3 separate regions of the Mus musculus genome follow, and all the other regions are linked to region 1. Evidence: chromatin contacts called from public HiChIP or PLAC-seq and Micro-C data. All regions are on one chromosome and are shown on one strand. Each heading gives the region's core, a stretch centred on a gene start, on an enhancer-like site or on the middle of the called end of the contact. The rest is flanking DNA. Distances are from core to core; before and after follow the strand shown.

Evidence for each region. A called contact is a pair of places that touch in the nucleus more often than the background predicts. HiChIP or PLAC-seq counts read pairs in DNA pulled down with a chosen protein or histone mark.
Region 2: an H3K4me3 HiChIP or PLAC-seq map of forebrain shows a contact between it and region 1, with 2.9 times the contacts expected there. The contact joins the promoter of Saxo2 here to the promoter of Adamtsl3 in region 1. A contact is called at or near these places in 5 of 39 promoter capture datasets (the 3T3-L1 cell line, 3T3-L1-derived adipocytes, embryonic stem cells and 2 more), 1 of 15 datasets of contacts at CTCF or cohesin (the NIH/3T3 cell line), 1 of 484 Hi-C or Micro-C datasets (embryonic fibroblasts), 1 of 115 datasets of contacts at active chromatin or transcription factors (forebrain) and 1 of 9 other capture datasets (adipose tissue).
Region 3: a Micro-C map of embryonic stem cells shows a contact between it and region 1, with 2.5 times the contacts expected there. The contact joins the promoter of Bnc1 here to the promoter of Adamtsl3 in region 1. A contact is called at or near these places in 5 of 39 promoter capture datasets (embryonic stem cells and hippocampal neurons), 3 of 484 Hi-C or Micro-C datasets (all in embryonic stem cells), 4 of 115 datasets of contacts at active chromatin or transcription factors (all in embryonic stem cells) and 1 of 9 other capture datasets (embryonic stem cells).

The regions. Positions count from the first base shown.
Region 1 is chr7:82,334,019-82,338,751 of GRCm38.p6, forward strand. It overlaps Adamtsl3 (ADAMTS-like 3), which reads left to right and starts at 1,676. Exons shown (of 30, transcript NM_001190374.1): 1 at 1,676-1,892; 2 at 3,167-3,268. The coding sequence starts at 1,890.
Region 2 is chr7:82,645,555-82,650,266 of GRCm38.p6, forward strand. Saxo2 (stabilizer of axonemal microtubules 2) reads right to left here and starts at 2,974. Exons shown (of 3, transcript NM_177894.4): 1 at 2,838-2,974. The coding sequence starts at 2,875. Efl1 (elongation factor like GTPase 1) reads left to right here and starts at 3,060. Exons shown (of 20, transcript NM_175317.3): 1 at 3,060-3,124; 2 at 3,972-4,077. The coding sequence starts at 3,987.
Region 3 is chr7:81,990,593-81,994,864 of GRCm38.p6, forward strand. Bnc1 (basonuclin 1) reads right to left here and starts at 1,707. Exons shown (of 5, transcript NM_007562.2): 1 at 1,603-1,707. The coding sequence starts at 1,698.

The DNA of each region.
Region 1 (4,733 bases), core at 426-2,925:
TGATTACATTGTTTGAGGCAACCCTTGAGCACAGTGCTGGCTCTGTCTCCCCAAGGACCAAGAGGCTGGGATGTGTATGTGAACAGCTAGAGAGCAGTCCCTTGTTAGGAGAGTTGACAGGTGCTGGTGCCAGGAGCTCAGGGAGAATGAATGAACATGTGTTAGACAAGGTGCTTTTACACGGAAAGGCATACAAAATAAGGCAGTGTGCCAAGTGGCTGTCAAAACATAACCAGAGGCTCATGGGAACCTAATCCTGCATAATCCCCATCAGAGTAATAGCCCAGTATCCATATGTGTATTATCTGCCCCACTTTCCAGAGCTAAACTAGGGTGAACAGAGAGACTCAGTGGTCTGCAGGTGAGCTAGTCATGGTCTAGCTCTGTCCTCCCTTCTTGGTTCCTCCTGAATCTCTTCCCATGCACCACCTGCTCATTTTCCATAGGTTTCCAGCCGTTTCCCTCTCTGGAGTGGAGAGACAGTCTTGACAAGGCCCTTTTCCTGGTCAGAGGAGGCCATCTGATCAGGGAAGGAGAGAATAGGAAAACACGTGGGGGGAACTCTTGGCAATGCCATAAAAGAATCTGGAACATACCAGCCTTCAGTTCACTAGGCAAGAGAGCAACTTTGGATGCAAATGTTTCAGACTCTAGCGAGAAATAGGTACCTAGGAACCAGTTCCAGACCTGGCCTCTCTGATCATCATGAAAAGCTACTCCCCGAGGACTTAAGATAACTCTAGGAACGACTGCTTTTGGGAAGGCTGGCTACACATACCACTTGACAAAGTGGCATCACTCAAGGGAGCAGCAATACGGGAGGCACAATGGTGCCTTAAATGGAACACCTGGCCCTTGACTCCTATTGCTGAGATGAAGCCAAGCCCCCATGTCTCTTCCATGGCTTTTCTTTCCTTCAGAAGTGCTCAAGGTGCCCTCAACCCTCCTCCATTCATGACTGGGACACCTCTCTTCCAAACCTCTAGGCCCCGGGGCTGTAGCTGTATTTATTTCCTGACAGGTCTGGACTTCTGTGGGACCCAAACCTGTTTCCTACCAGGGACTCTAGGTCTCAGGTTTAGGTGTCCCTGCTGGGTCATCCATGGTCCCCAATTATACCAAGACCGCAGGGGCTGTTTGAATGGGTGATGGTCAAGCTCCTAAGGCTACCAGCAGGAGTGGGTAGACTCTGGGCAGCCTCTGCAGGGTATTACTTAACAGCTGAGGTCCCCGGGGTCTGGCGGTGGTGCTGGGAGAGGGTGGCATCCTCGCACTGGTCTGGCTGGCCTGGCTGGCCCGTGGCGCAGCGGACGCCTCCCCAGAGCGCGCTGCCGCCGGCGGCAGCCGGAGCTCCTGGCACCAGGCCTGGCTGCAGGCCCAGGGCAAGGAGTGGCTTCCAGGAAGCGGGCGGAGAAGCGTTCCAGCGGAGTCTCGCCGTGGCCGCGGCGGCCCCGAGCGCTCCGAGCCGCCTGGCTGCGGCTCGGTGGCCCGCTTGTCCCCGCGTTCCCAGCGCCCCTGGGTTAGGGCAGAGGACGCAGGGCGGGAGGGACTGACGGTACCCTAGACGCGGCGCGCACTTGCGGGACGGGCGGCGCAGGTGGCGGCGCGCGCCCTCCGCCCCTGGGTCGGGGCCAGCACTGCGCTCCGCGCGCCCGGAGGGGCGGGACAGGCGGGGCGGCCGCGTCCCAGCCCCATTTAACTTTGGCGGCGGCGCGAGCTGGAGGCCGGCGTCGGGGACCGTCGGGATCCCGCGCTCCGCACGAGGTGTCGCCGAGTCGGCGCTGCTCGCCACTGTCTCGCAGCGCGCATCCCTCCTTGCACCGTCAGACGCTGCTGCGACTCCGGATTGGAAACACCCGCGGGGGATCCAGGGATTCATCTCTCTGAGGATGGTAAGGTGGAGCAAGTTGATGGGAACGCTACTGGAAAATAAGGTCTTGGTTGAGCACTGCCCTATGGGGCTTAGACAGCTCCAGGCAGGCGCGCTACAGGATCCGGGAATGTTGGACAGAACCTTTCCTGGTCCTCTGCGAGCGAGGGGTGCTCTGGATGATGGGGGATACCCTGCGGGGTCAGCGGACTACGGGCTGATCTTAGCTTGCAGTGTTTGAAGGTCCGGAGGTTTGGCTACTGAGTGAGGTTCGCATGCTTGAAGCGCAGAGAAACGAGAGGAGACGCACGCCAGGGAAAGGAGGCGTGAGGGTGGCGGGCGCTGAAGTGTGCGAGCCAGCGGAGAGGGGCGCGTGGTCCTGGGGCCCAGCCCTGGCCGCCTCCCTTCGTCCCAGAGTCGCCGCCTCAGGTCGGAAACAGCAGCACATTTGCGGATCGCATTAAGCCAGGCCTTAATGCTTTCTCCAGATGGAGAGAAGCCACCGACCCGCCCCCGGACACCGACACCGCCAAGGCGCCCGCGAGGCGAAGCGGGAGTCGAGTGTGACCTCGGCTTTTCCAGTCTCCGCTCAAACTGAGTTCCCTGTAAACTGACAGGAAAACACATTGGGGAAAACGGTCCTCGTAGCCCTCCTGGGCTTACTTCTTCCTCACCTTTAAGAGATTACACTCCGCAAGACTGTGGCCCCCAGAATTCTCTTAAAGGCAGGTCTGGAAGCAGAAGGCATTCTATCATCTAGTGAGAAATTCCTCTAACTATCCAATCTGCGTTCCTATCCTAGACTCTGTTTAGCTGTGTGCCCTTAGGCAGGGTTCTTCCCTCTCTGGTCTAGTTTAATTGGCTTCAGACTCATTTTTGCCTCAAGGAATTAAAGCTGGCAGGTGCCCTAACTCTTGGCTTTAGGCTGGTCCTCCCCACAACCCCCAGCCCCCCCCCCGCCCCCAAAAGCCACACTCTGGTGCTGACAAACAGGCTAGGAGGTGTCTGGGGCAGGGTTGTCCCTACTGCTGGAGCACTGGAGGGATGGGTGAATTGCTGACTGGAGGCAGTCTCCGTTCCCCTTTTTGATCTTGGGGGACTCATCCTAAAGGGAGCCCCATATTGCCTTCATTCTGCAGCAGACAATCCCATCCTGGGCCAACACAAACGTTTCTAAGACACTGCTTGGGCTTCAGGGTCCCTGCCTTCTGATTGGCTCCTTAGCTTACAGATTCTGCCTCTGGAGCCAGAGCTAGTTGCAAACGAGGCATTTTCTTTTTGTCTTTTCTTTCGTAGGCTGTGAGGGAGACTCCTATGATATTGGACCCCATGGCTTCCTGGACAGGATCCTGGTGGCTGCTGACACGAATGATCTTTACGGTCTCTGGTCTTCTGCAGGTAATAGAATGGGCCACCGAGAATGCTGGGTATGCCTGTCTTTGCATAGGAATAGTATTCTAGTCCATGTAAGATGTAGGATCAGTGTTAATGCTGCACTAGAGAATCTTATACAGATGGTATTGTGGTTGGCTTCTCTGTAAGGAAAGCTCAAAGATCTGGGATCCTCTCTGGATCTAGAGCAGGAACTTGATACCGTGTGGGCCCGTTCACTACTGGTGACTTGGGGGCTTGGGTGGACCCTGTCTTTCCCGACTAGAGTGGCTGTCCAGGAGAAGCTATATGTTAGAACTCAGGAAGAGTCTGATTCCCACACTAGCTTAACTAAATAACTATTCTGGATTCACTGTTAACACACCCCGCTATTGTGTGGATCTCTCTCTAGAGAAGTGTCCTGTCCTAATGCTGTGACGCTTTAATACTCTTCCTCATGTTGTGGAGACCCCCAACCATAAAATTATTTCATTGCTATGTCATAACTAAGCTTACTACTGTTATGAATCATGATGTCAATACCTGTGTTTTCTGATGGCCTTAGGAGACCCATGTGACCCAAAGTGATCACAACCCATAGATTGGGAACCATTTCTCTAGGCTCTTGTCTTTTCCATCCAACCTGAGAAGCTGAGCTCATGGATTGCACTCTTACTTGTCTATTGTTTACAGCTAAGGGAGTTTGCTGGGTTTGCCAAGGAAACGATGGGGAGTGGTACAGAGGGCAACAAGGTGGACCCTCGATTTCCCTCCACTAAGAACAGTTCCTGCCTGACTCCAGTTTGTCACTGCTAAATGGAAATGCAAGTCCTGGATTGCTGGGCCTTCTTGTATTTCAAGATAGCTGGGGCGTCCAGATTTCTTCCACAACCCTTTGGTTTATAACAAAGTGAGATCCAGACAAATATGTTTGCGGTTGGATTCAGCCAAGAAGTGTGTGGGCCCCCGACCTAAAAATGCAGGGAACATTTCAGTTAATACCGTGTCCTGAGGGTGGCTGCTAATCCCGTGCAACGTCTTATGTGACTTAGAACAAGACAACACTTCCCTGAGGATTTCACTTCTGGCTGTGGTCTGTGCACCCTCACGATCTTAGCAGACAGCCTAGTACTTAAAGGCTTAAGTCGGTTAAACAAGCATGCAGGCATGGATGAAAATCTATACTCTGGGTAAATGAAGCGGGGGTGTGTGCTCCTCTTGCTGTAGTCTCTTGGATTTACTGCCTTTAAGCCTTTTTCAGTACCCCATCAATTCTGTGGCTCACACACAACTGATTAGTGAGGGACATCATCCCCTTTATCCCGTTTTACAGTGTTCTTCTGTGGCCATATTTTAATGGTTATGTTTTGTTAGAAGAAAGGCTAAAAGGATGGAGAGAAAGAAGTTTAGTGGTTTAAAACATCTGCTGCCTGCACGTGGTGGGTAACAGCCAGCTCCCAAGGATCTGACGCCCTCTGCTGGTGTCCATGGT
Region 2 (4,712 bases), core at 1,724-4,223, 310 kb after region 1:
AAGTCAAATAACTAGTTAAATTTAAATAGTAAGAAAACCTTATTAATACCAGAGGAGTTGGACAAAAAATAAGGAAACAGTTTCTCAATATTTACTTAAATGTGGTTATTCCTTCCATTTTACCACGGTATGCTTGAAATCCTTGCTTTGGCTTAAGGCTCTGAGGTGGAAGAACACCGCCATATTTTGGATATTTTTCCAAATACTCCGTCGTGGGGCAAGATACGTCAGAATATTCATAAACCCTTGTGGTTCCATGTGGACAGCGATGCCGTCTGTACAAACAAATAAGCTGAAACATTATTTCCCTTTAAAACATCTTGTGTGGTCATTGCATGTTTAACAGGTCCCCAGTGACTTTAACACACCTTCTGAACCGTAGCGCAGCTTTCCCCCTCTGCACTGGTGTTTATAAAAACGATAAATCATAGTGAAGCCTTGCATAGCAAACTGAGTTGGCTCATAAGAGTTTAGCTACTTCTTATGCTACTGAAGCAGGAAAGCTAGAAAGTGAGCTTCCCAGATGCATGGCAAACAGGTTTTCTGCTTAGGTTTCACCTACAACAGATAGCAACATGTTACTTTGAATCATAGGATAGGTACAAAAGGAAGAAGGCAGAGCAGAGTCCATTTTTATTATTTATTTTTTGTGGGACACAGAATACAGTAGAGGCCAAGAGAGAGTGGAGCTGGGAGTTGTTGTGAAGCATCCTGGTTAGACAGCTCCTCTAGTCCTCCATGTCTAGGAAACTCTAAAGTCAGAAGACTCATGAGACTCAGCAATGTCTGCTGCAAAGGAGGTGCTGGAAAGTGCTGAAGTGATTTTGTCCTATGCAGGGTCCAAGATACTTGGAAAATCCAGGAGCAGAGTGCATAGGTCACGTACATATAAAAGTTCTGATAGAGCTGCGGTGATTAACAAAACACAAGTCAAAACTTTAGAATTTGTCAGTGTTTTTATTGTCCACAAAAGCAATGCATTCACAATATAACTTACCTAAGATTGTGGACAAGTATAAAACATAACAGTGCAGAGAAATTATAAAAGAAAGCAAAATCCTCCTAGTCTAACGTGTGCAATTTCCCTTCCGCTTTATACTTTTGCTGCCAGTTATAGCTGTTTACACTTGTTAAACTTCTCTGTCTTTTTGAAACAAACAAACAAACAACAAACAAACAAACCAACCAGCTCACAGAAATGATGAGATCAGACGTCCCTAATGGAAAATCAAAGGAATTAAATTTTAGTTCCCTAAGAGAGAAAAGATGGCATCATGGTTTGAATCTGAGATGTTCACATATTTTGAACCTTTGCTTTCCAGCTGATGGAAACACTCTGGAAGGCTTTTGGAAGCTGGCCTCTACCTGGAAATAAGTTGTAAACAGCAGCCCTTGGAAGATGAGAGCCTGGGTCTTGATTCCACAGGCTTTCTACCTCCTGGTCTGCCAGCATGTAAAAAGTCTTGCTTCGTGTTACATGAACAAGAACCCCACCATGTTTGACTGCCAGGGACTGCACCCTCTCAAACTGTATGCCCAAACAGACCTCCTCTCCTTCGCTGTTTTTACCACAGTGCTACCACAGTGGTGCAAATGTACCTAACAGATAGTCTTCAACAACAAATGAATATGGACAGATCTTCCATCTTTCCTTCCAACAGGAAAGGAGGCAAAAGATGAGAGGTGGTATGGGGAGGGATGATGGTGAAGAATCTTTGCCCCGTTTTGAGACAATGACTCATGAAGGTAGCCAAAGTTTAAAAACCATTGGCTGAGTGGAACTATGTATGTCATAGTAACTACCCATTTTGTCAAAGATTCTTGTACCTCAGTTATAAAACTGAAAGCAGCTAAGGCAGTGCTCTCGCTGCAACTAAGTGTTTGCAAGGGACATTTCGGCAGAAGTTATTAGCCATGCTTCAAAGCCTAAAGGGGATTCCTCTTACATTGGCAGTCCCCCCAGCTCTGTGGATGGTGATATTATTCTTGAAGAATGTAAAGTCCCTAATATAATGAATTTCCTGATGGGTGGATGGGAAAATAACTTAGTTTGTAGATAAATTCAGATTCAAATACATTTTTTTTCTTACATACAAGATTTTGCAGATTCAAGCCTTAAAAGTTATGTTTGCATCTGTTCAAACATACAAACAATGTTTATTACAAAAGGGGCTGAGAAACTGCTCTCAATCAATATGTGTTGTAGCTGGTTGCCCTTAGAAGGGGATTACAAGTACAAAGGGCTTGGCGTTACTCAGTTACTCTTATTCACTTATCAAAGGTGATCTAACCCCTGGGTAAACAGTAAGCTTGAGGATAGAGAAGAATGTGTTTACTGGTGATGTAAAGTTGTTAGGCAGGACTTACAAACCAAACCTGAGGTTTACGGTGAGGACTATTGCCATTTTTGTCTGTCAGAAAGGCCTCAGGAAAATGTTGCCTTGGCAGGAATAAAAATAGAGTTTAGAGGATGGAAGGTTCTGGGTGGCAAACGAAATACCATGGATACTGTTCTTTTAAGTTAACCAATAGAATCGGTGGGTGACTCCATCACTTACCAGCCATATTTGCTCATACTACTTAGCTGATCTGAACTGTATTTTAGCTTAAATCTCTGGATGGGAAGCCTCAGGGAATGCAAAGAAAATAAGTTTTGCCCAGGAGCTAGCCAAGCAGAGGAAATGGGCAGCATTTAGCAGAGCATAAGGTCGGGGGTGGGGGGTGGGGGGTGGGGGTGGAGTAGGGGTCTCCTCCGGTTCAGGCAAGGGAGTCCTTAGGGGGTGTGCGCGGCGGGGCTCGCGGCTCTGCGGACGCCACACCGGGCGGACGTTTCTTACCCGCAGGTGCAAATCTGGCACAGACACCAGTTCCTCATGCTCTGCGCTCCAGCGTCCCCCTCCGCAGGCTTAGGCTGGCACACTTCAGAGCAGCTACAGCGTCCGCCGTCGTCAAGGCGACCGCGGAACTCCAAGTTGAAGGGAAACGACGTGGCTTCCGGTGATGTTCTAGATGCGCGCGGGTCAGAGGTCACAGGCCCACAGGCCCCGCCCCCAGGCTCCTGCGACTTCCGGTCTGAGCTACCCCTGGAGTCTTAGGTGCGTGGGTGAGGTGCGGCGTGGAGCTGGTGAGTGGGGGGACTTGCTAGGGACGCCGGCGACCAGACGGTGACGGAGACCCGGGGGGGTCATGTCGATTGGGCTGGGCGAGGAGTGTCCCGAGCGGCTGCACTTTATAGGGACCCGGTACTCTCAGCGGCAGCGACTCCAGGAACCCAAGAGGAGGAAGGGCATGCAGACCTCGATTTGCTTCTTTTAATTGGAGAGAGGGGTAGAAGGTGTGTCGTGCACCTGGTGTGTTCCTAGGCACGTGATCCAAAAACTTTTAAGGACACTCAGTGCAGTCACAGGGCCGAAGTTCTCATGTCTGATAAAAGCCAGCAAGCTTGACAGAAAGGCAGACTTTTGGAGGGACTGAAGTAGGGAAGGGTGTGTGTGTGTGTGTGTGTGTGTGTGTGTGTGTGAGAGAGAGAGAGAGAGAGAGAGAGAGACTGACTGTCTGTCTCTGGTGTGTGTGTGTGTGTGTGTGTGTGTGTGTGTGTGTGTATGTATGTATGTATGTATGTATGTGAGTGTGAGTGTGACTTAGCCGGGCGCCTCTGCACCTGGCTCCCAACTGCGTGATTCATCGCATGGCAGATCCGGAAACTCCCAGCTCACCCCACAAGTACTGTCAGCAGGATGTGTGGACTTTACCATGGAACATGGGCCTAAAGGACTATATCCCCTCAGGGCCAGAAGGAAATAGATGTGGCTAAACATTCATTGGGTTCTCAGTTAAGGAATCTGAGGCGACTTGTCAGCATCAGCATCTCCCTCTCAGTTTGTCCATTTGGTTTTCGCTGTTGTGCACACCACCCCCACCCCCACCCCCACTAGATTTTGTACCATTTTTAATTTGCATTTAATGTTTAGTCCCAGGAAATAACCATGGTGCTCAGTGGTGTTGATAAGATGATTCGACTTCAGAAGAACACTGCCAACATTAGGAATATCTGTGTTCTGGCTCATGTTGACCACGGTAAGGCTTTTAGAATTGGGTTTTATTAACAAAGAGGAAATGTCTCTGTTTCATTGGAGCGGTGAGAGTGATGCTTGCTAAGGAGTTGTGTGTTGTGCCATGTCAGAGAAGCATGCTGTAGAACGTTTGAAATAAATGGATTAACGGGTGATTGGTGGTCTGCCCAGTATGTCATACAATGCTTTTGAATTTGGATTTTTGTTAAAATATGGAAAAGTTTCTTGAGATGGTAAAATGTCTGTGGTCTTGGTAGAATATATCTTCTATAAATTCTATTTAATTCATCCTATACTGAGCATTTGCTAAGTTGGCAGTGCTTTTTTAGATTTGTCAGGCCCTAGACATTTATGAGGCCAACCTGTCCAGCCAGAGAAGCTTTAGGGAGGAATCGGGGCTTCGTGGTGAGATGGGCTGGGGGTGGGGTGGGTGAGAGTTTTGAGACCTGGAGGATTGGGTAGCAAAGTGGTTAAAAAGAATTGTTAGACGTGCCCCTTGAGGGGCTGTGGGTGATAGGGGGGGGCAAGCAGTACAAATGGAGGTGTGGAGACAGGCAGAAGGAAGCGCGTGTGTCTAAGGTGGGGTTCAGCTGTCTGCTTTATCCTGAGACTACTCTTCATTTGAAACTCTTTCTTCTC
Region 3 (4,272 bases), core at 457-2,956, 340 kb before region 1:
ACTTTGATGCATACAATTTTAAGAAAGGTATAATAATATGCATCAACAAATTTGGGGAGGGGCGAATGAGAAAGTTACATGTTTCACTACTTAACAAAAGTTTTAACGCACAAACATCAATTTGTAAACTAAACCTCTGTTAAATTCGAAAAGATCCCATGAAATCTAACAGCACAGTGAAGACAACGAGCAAGTAAAAACAGACTGCCAAAAAAGATTTGCCAAAATGCTGTTTTTCAGTTCACCTATACTGTCACACCAAAATCTTGTTGCTTTAATAAGAAAAATTTACTTCTTATTGTTGATATATCTGTTCTGTGTTTCCATGCAGTAACAGGTTCTCTCTCTCTCTCTCTCTCTCTCTCTCTCTCTCTCTCTCTCTCTCTCTCTCTCTCTCTCTCTCTCTCTCACACACACACTCTGACAGGGATTCCCAGGACACCAGTGGGGCCTCTTTCAAGCCCCTTAAGTGTTAACAGCAGAGGCCTGGCTGTGACCAGGCGTCTGGCCCGATTTAAATGCCCTCATCTTCAGAGGTCTGCGGTGAGCCTAGCCATAAAACTAGGGGACATTACCGAACCCCAGAGTGTCTGATCTTCCCCCCCCCCCCCGCACTGCATACAACTTCACTCATACAATTAAGGCTGCTAGTTGGCATTCCATTTAACTGTCAAACTCAGGCTGGTGGCAGCCCCACAGCCACAAAGAGATGCCTTAAACGAGAAGAACATGTTTCTACACCGCATTTGAGAAAGTTTGGCTCCGAGCTATGTACTGATTGATATCAGATCTCTCTCACTTGCCTCTCCAATCTTGTCACATCTGGCTGACAAATCCCCAGGAGTTTATCCGAAGTCGTGAGGCCAGTAGGGTTAAGGGGCTCCCCTGGGGAAGCAGCGCCCGTGGACAGCGGACACCCGAAGCGGATGCTGGGGTACGCCCGGCTGGAACCCCGCTGCGGGGTGGACAGTCACTGGGCCACTAAGCACCTCACCTCTGCATTGCCAGGATCCCTTCCTGTCACTCTCAGGTAAACCATCTCCAAAGAGACTGGACCTTGGCCCTCTGGCTTCCCCATCAGCATCCGGATGCGCTCCTCCAAGTCCCTGAGCGACCGGAGGGCACGAACACCCCTCACTGTCCCACGCTCGACAAGCCAGGCGGAACGCCGGCAAACCAACGCACTCCTTCAGCGCGGTTCAACTGCGAGCATCCGTCCTCTTCAGACACGTCTAACTAAGCTGACGGTTTGCGGCGCTTTTGGTCTTTTGTCTCTTCCCTTTTAAAAAAGCAAGGATTTGTCCCTCAGGGGACCGGCGCCCCCTCCACGCCCCTCGGGCGTCTCCGCGACTCTCCTCCCGGGATGACCGAAGGTCACGGCTTGAAATACCAGACAGATGGACGTCCCTGCGCCAACAGCGGTTGGACAGGGGCTCTGGGGTGTAAGAGAAACGGGGCGCCGCTCACGGGTCACCTCGCTGCGACCGGGCACAGGCTGCGAGGAACTGCAGTTCGGCCTCCCGGGACGCACACACGGCGCCGACGACGAGCAGGTGGCCCTCGTAGGGCGGCCCCGCGCCCGTCGCCCGCGCGACCGCTTACCTCAGCCATCCTGCAGCCGCTGCGGAGCCGGCCTTCCCGGCGCGCGTCCCCTGCCCGGGCCGCTCCGCGTCCGCCCCGGCTCGGCGACCGCCGCATCCACGCTCTGGCCGTCTGGGCCACCCCCGCCCCCCCTGCGCAGGAGAAGTGGGCGGCTCCCCGCGGCGCCGGGTGACCGCGCCGGCCCTTGCGCCCCTCGTGCACCCTCGCGTCCGCCCCGCGCCCCGGGGTCCGCCCCTCCGCTCGCCCCGCCCCGCGCCCCTACTCCGGCCGCCGGGGGCTGCGGGCGACGCTCGAGGGGGTGTGGGGAGGCCACGCAGAGTCGCCTCGGTTGAGGCCAGGCCGCGGCCCCCCGCGCACAGCGGAGACCTCGGCGGCCGCGGGCGCGGAGGTGTCTGCCCCCGGCGGGCTTGAAGGCACTTGTTGAGAAGGAGACAGACGTGTCGGTGTTTGCCTCTCCCCGGCGAGGGCGAAACGCTCTCTGAAGTTCCCTGGCTCTGCTCTCTCGGGCTGATGCAGCCTCCCTCGCCTCCCCCGGAGGCGCCTCGGGTCCCGGTGTGGACCAGGCAGAAGGCTGCACTGCCCCCGCCCCCACCGGGAACTTTTTATTTCCACAGATGTGGGGACTTGGGTCGGGTCGTGGAGGCTTGATTGGGAACTCAAACACCCCGGTCTCTTGTGTGCTCTGTGTTAAAGTCCCGGTGTTACCGCTTGCCTGGGACAGGTGACTTCGCTCTCAGAGTTGGAAAGCGGGATTAGACTTAACTAGGTTCTAAGGAGACACGGAGATGAAGTGATAAATCAAACAAGAGTTTCGTCCCCTGGGAGCCGATGGGGAGGGGCTCGCCAGGAGAACCTGCTTTCCGGGGCCTGAGGACAAAGAAAAAGAATCCTTCGGCCCTAAGAACAGGGGAAGATTGTCCACAGCTGGTGTGAAACAGAACCAGGTTTTACTATATAGCTCTTGGGCAGGGCGGGACCTGAGACCTGAAGAGAGGCCAAAGTGTTTGGCTTTTTGGGTCTGTCCTTTTTAGAAGTAAGAGAGCCTAGACTTGGAGTGGCAGGTCCTGTTTCTTTTTTTTTTTTTTTTTTTTCTTTTTTTTTCCCCCAATTTGTTGCACCTGCTTCGCTGCTGGTGGGCGTCCTTGAAAAGGGAACACAGTCCTGCACAAATCAGAGATGCCGGGACAAAGAAAGAGTTGCAAACAGAAGACAGGATGCCAGTTACCCCACGTGCTGACAACAGGCTTCAGAGGGGGGAAAGGTGAGAACAGGACACATGACAGAAAAAAAAGTGTGGGCATCTGTGCTGCACGGGGTCCGGAAACTGGACACCTGGATTTCCCCCAGGTGCCTGTTCTGGGTCTACCTGGTGGTACTTTTCCTTGCAGGCATGAAGTTGCCTAGCCATTGCGATAACATTGACCTGGAGATGCGCATTAATATTGCCACATGGCAAACTTCATTATGAAGCCTTGTTTTATTAATGACCAAGCTAAACTGGTTGGTTACCTTCTGTTTGCTCTTTCCCAAACAGCTACAGTCCACCACACCACCCAACGTTTTAGGCCTTTCTTCTGGTCCTTTCTTTTGTGGCTATTGTTTCAAGGTGTTCTCTTCAGAGAGGATTGTGTCCCTGGCTCAGAAGCCTTCCCTGACCCACCAGGCCTCCACTCCACATATTTCTGCACCCTTCACTTGTTTCTGCCTCCCTCCATGCTTACTGCATTTTGAAGCCTAGAGGTGTTTCCTTGTCCTAATTTCTTGGCCATTGCACATCTTAGTGGATTCTGTGCAATGAGTTGCTGTAGCTGACAGGACACTTGCTTAGGAGTTAGAGTGACCTGGGCTTGTTCTCAACAAGTGGAAACTGCTGGAGGAAGCTAGCCAATTCGGTCTCCCTTTTCTGATCTGTAAAAGTGGACCTGAAACCACCTCTAAATTCAGGCTGGCAAGCTAAATAAAATAATCTCTCTTACTACATGTAGAGCTTATTTTTATTAACTAAATTAATTAACTAACTCTTGTAGAAGTTTAGAACATTTATATTTCCTTGTTATACATGCACCAAAATGTCTAAATCCCAGTAAATGGTCCATTTAAATATTCTAAATGTTTTTCAAAGTTTGTGTTCATTGCAAATGATTTAGTAAAGCCTTCCACCAGTGACAGATACTGGAGTCAACGTGTTAACTTTATTCCTGCTTACAAACACAGGGACGATTTGGGATGGGTTTGAACACATGAAAACAGGCTGCCTCTCTCAAAATGTATTACATTTTACCTACAGGGAATGAATAGGTCTAGATGAAAATTACTAATCAATCTCCCGAAGGTTCTTTTAGAATAACATATCTTACAATACAACGTGGCTTCTGAAATCGCTCTTAGCACACTCTACTGAGCTAATGGGCTGGCTTCTCTCTACCACCTCTTGGAAACAGATACTCAGAAACAGGGAGAAAGAAGCCACTTGTGGCTAGAGGAAGGCATGTGGTGCAGGCTGGGTGAAGATGGCACAGACCATGCTTCCCTTTTCATTTTCTCATCAGCAGAGGGATCTGGCACAGCTCGCCCCCTCTCTCGACCTCAGCCATCCTCATCTGGCAAATGAGTGTGTCTATCCCTGGCCCTTCACATTGCTCTCTCAAACCTAAACCTCAGCATTTCCTT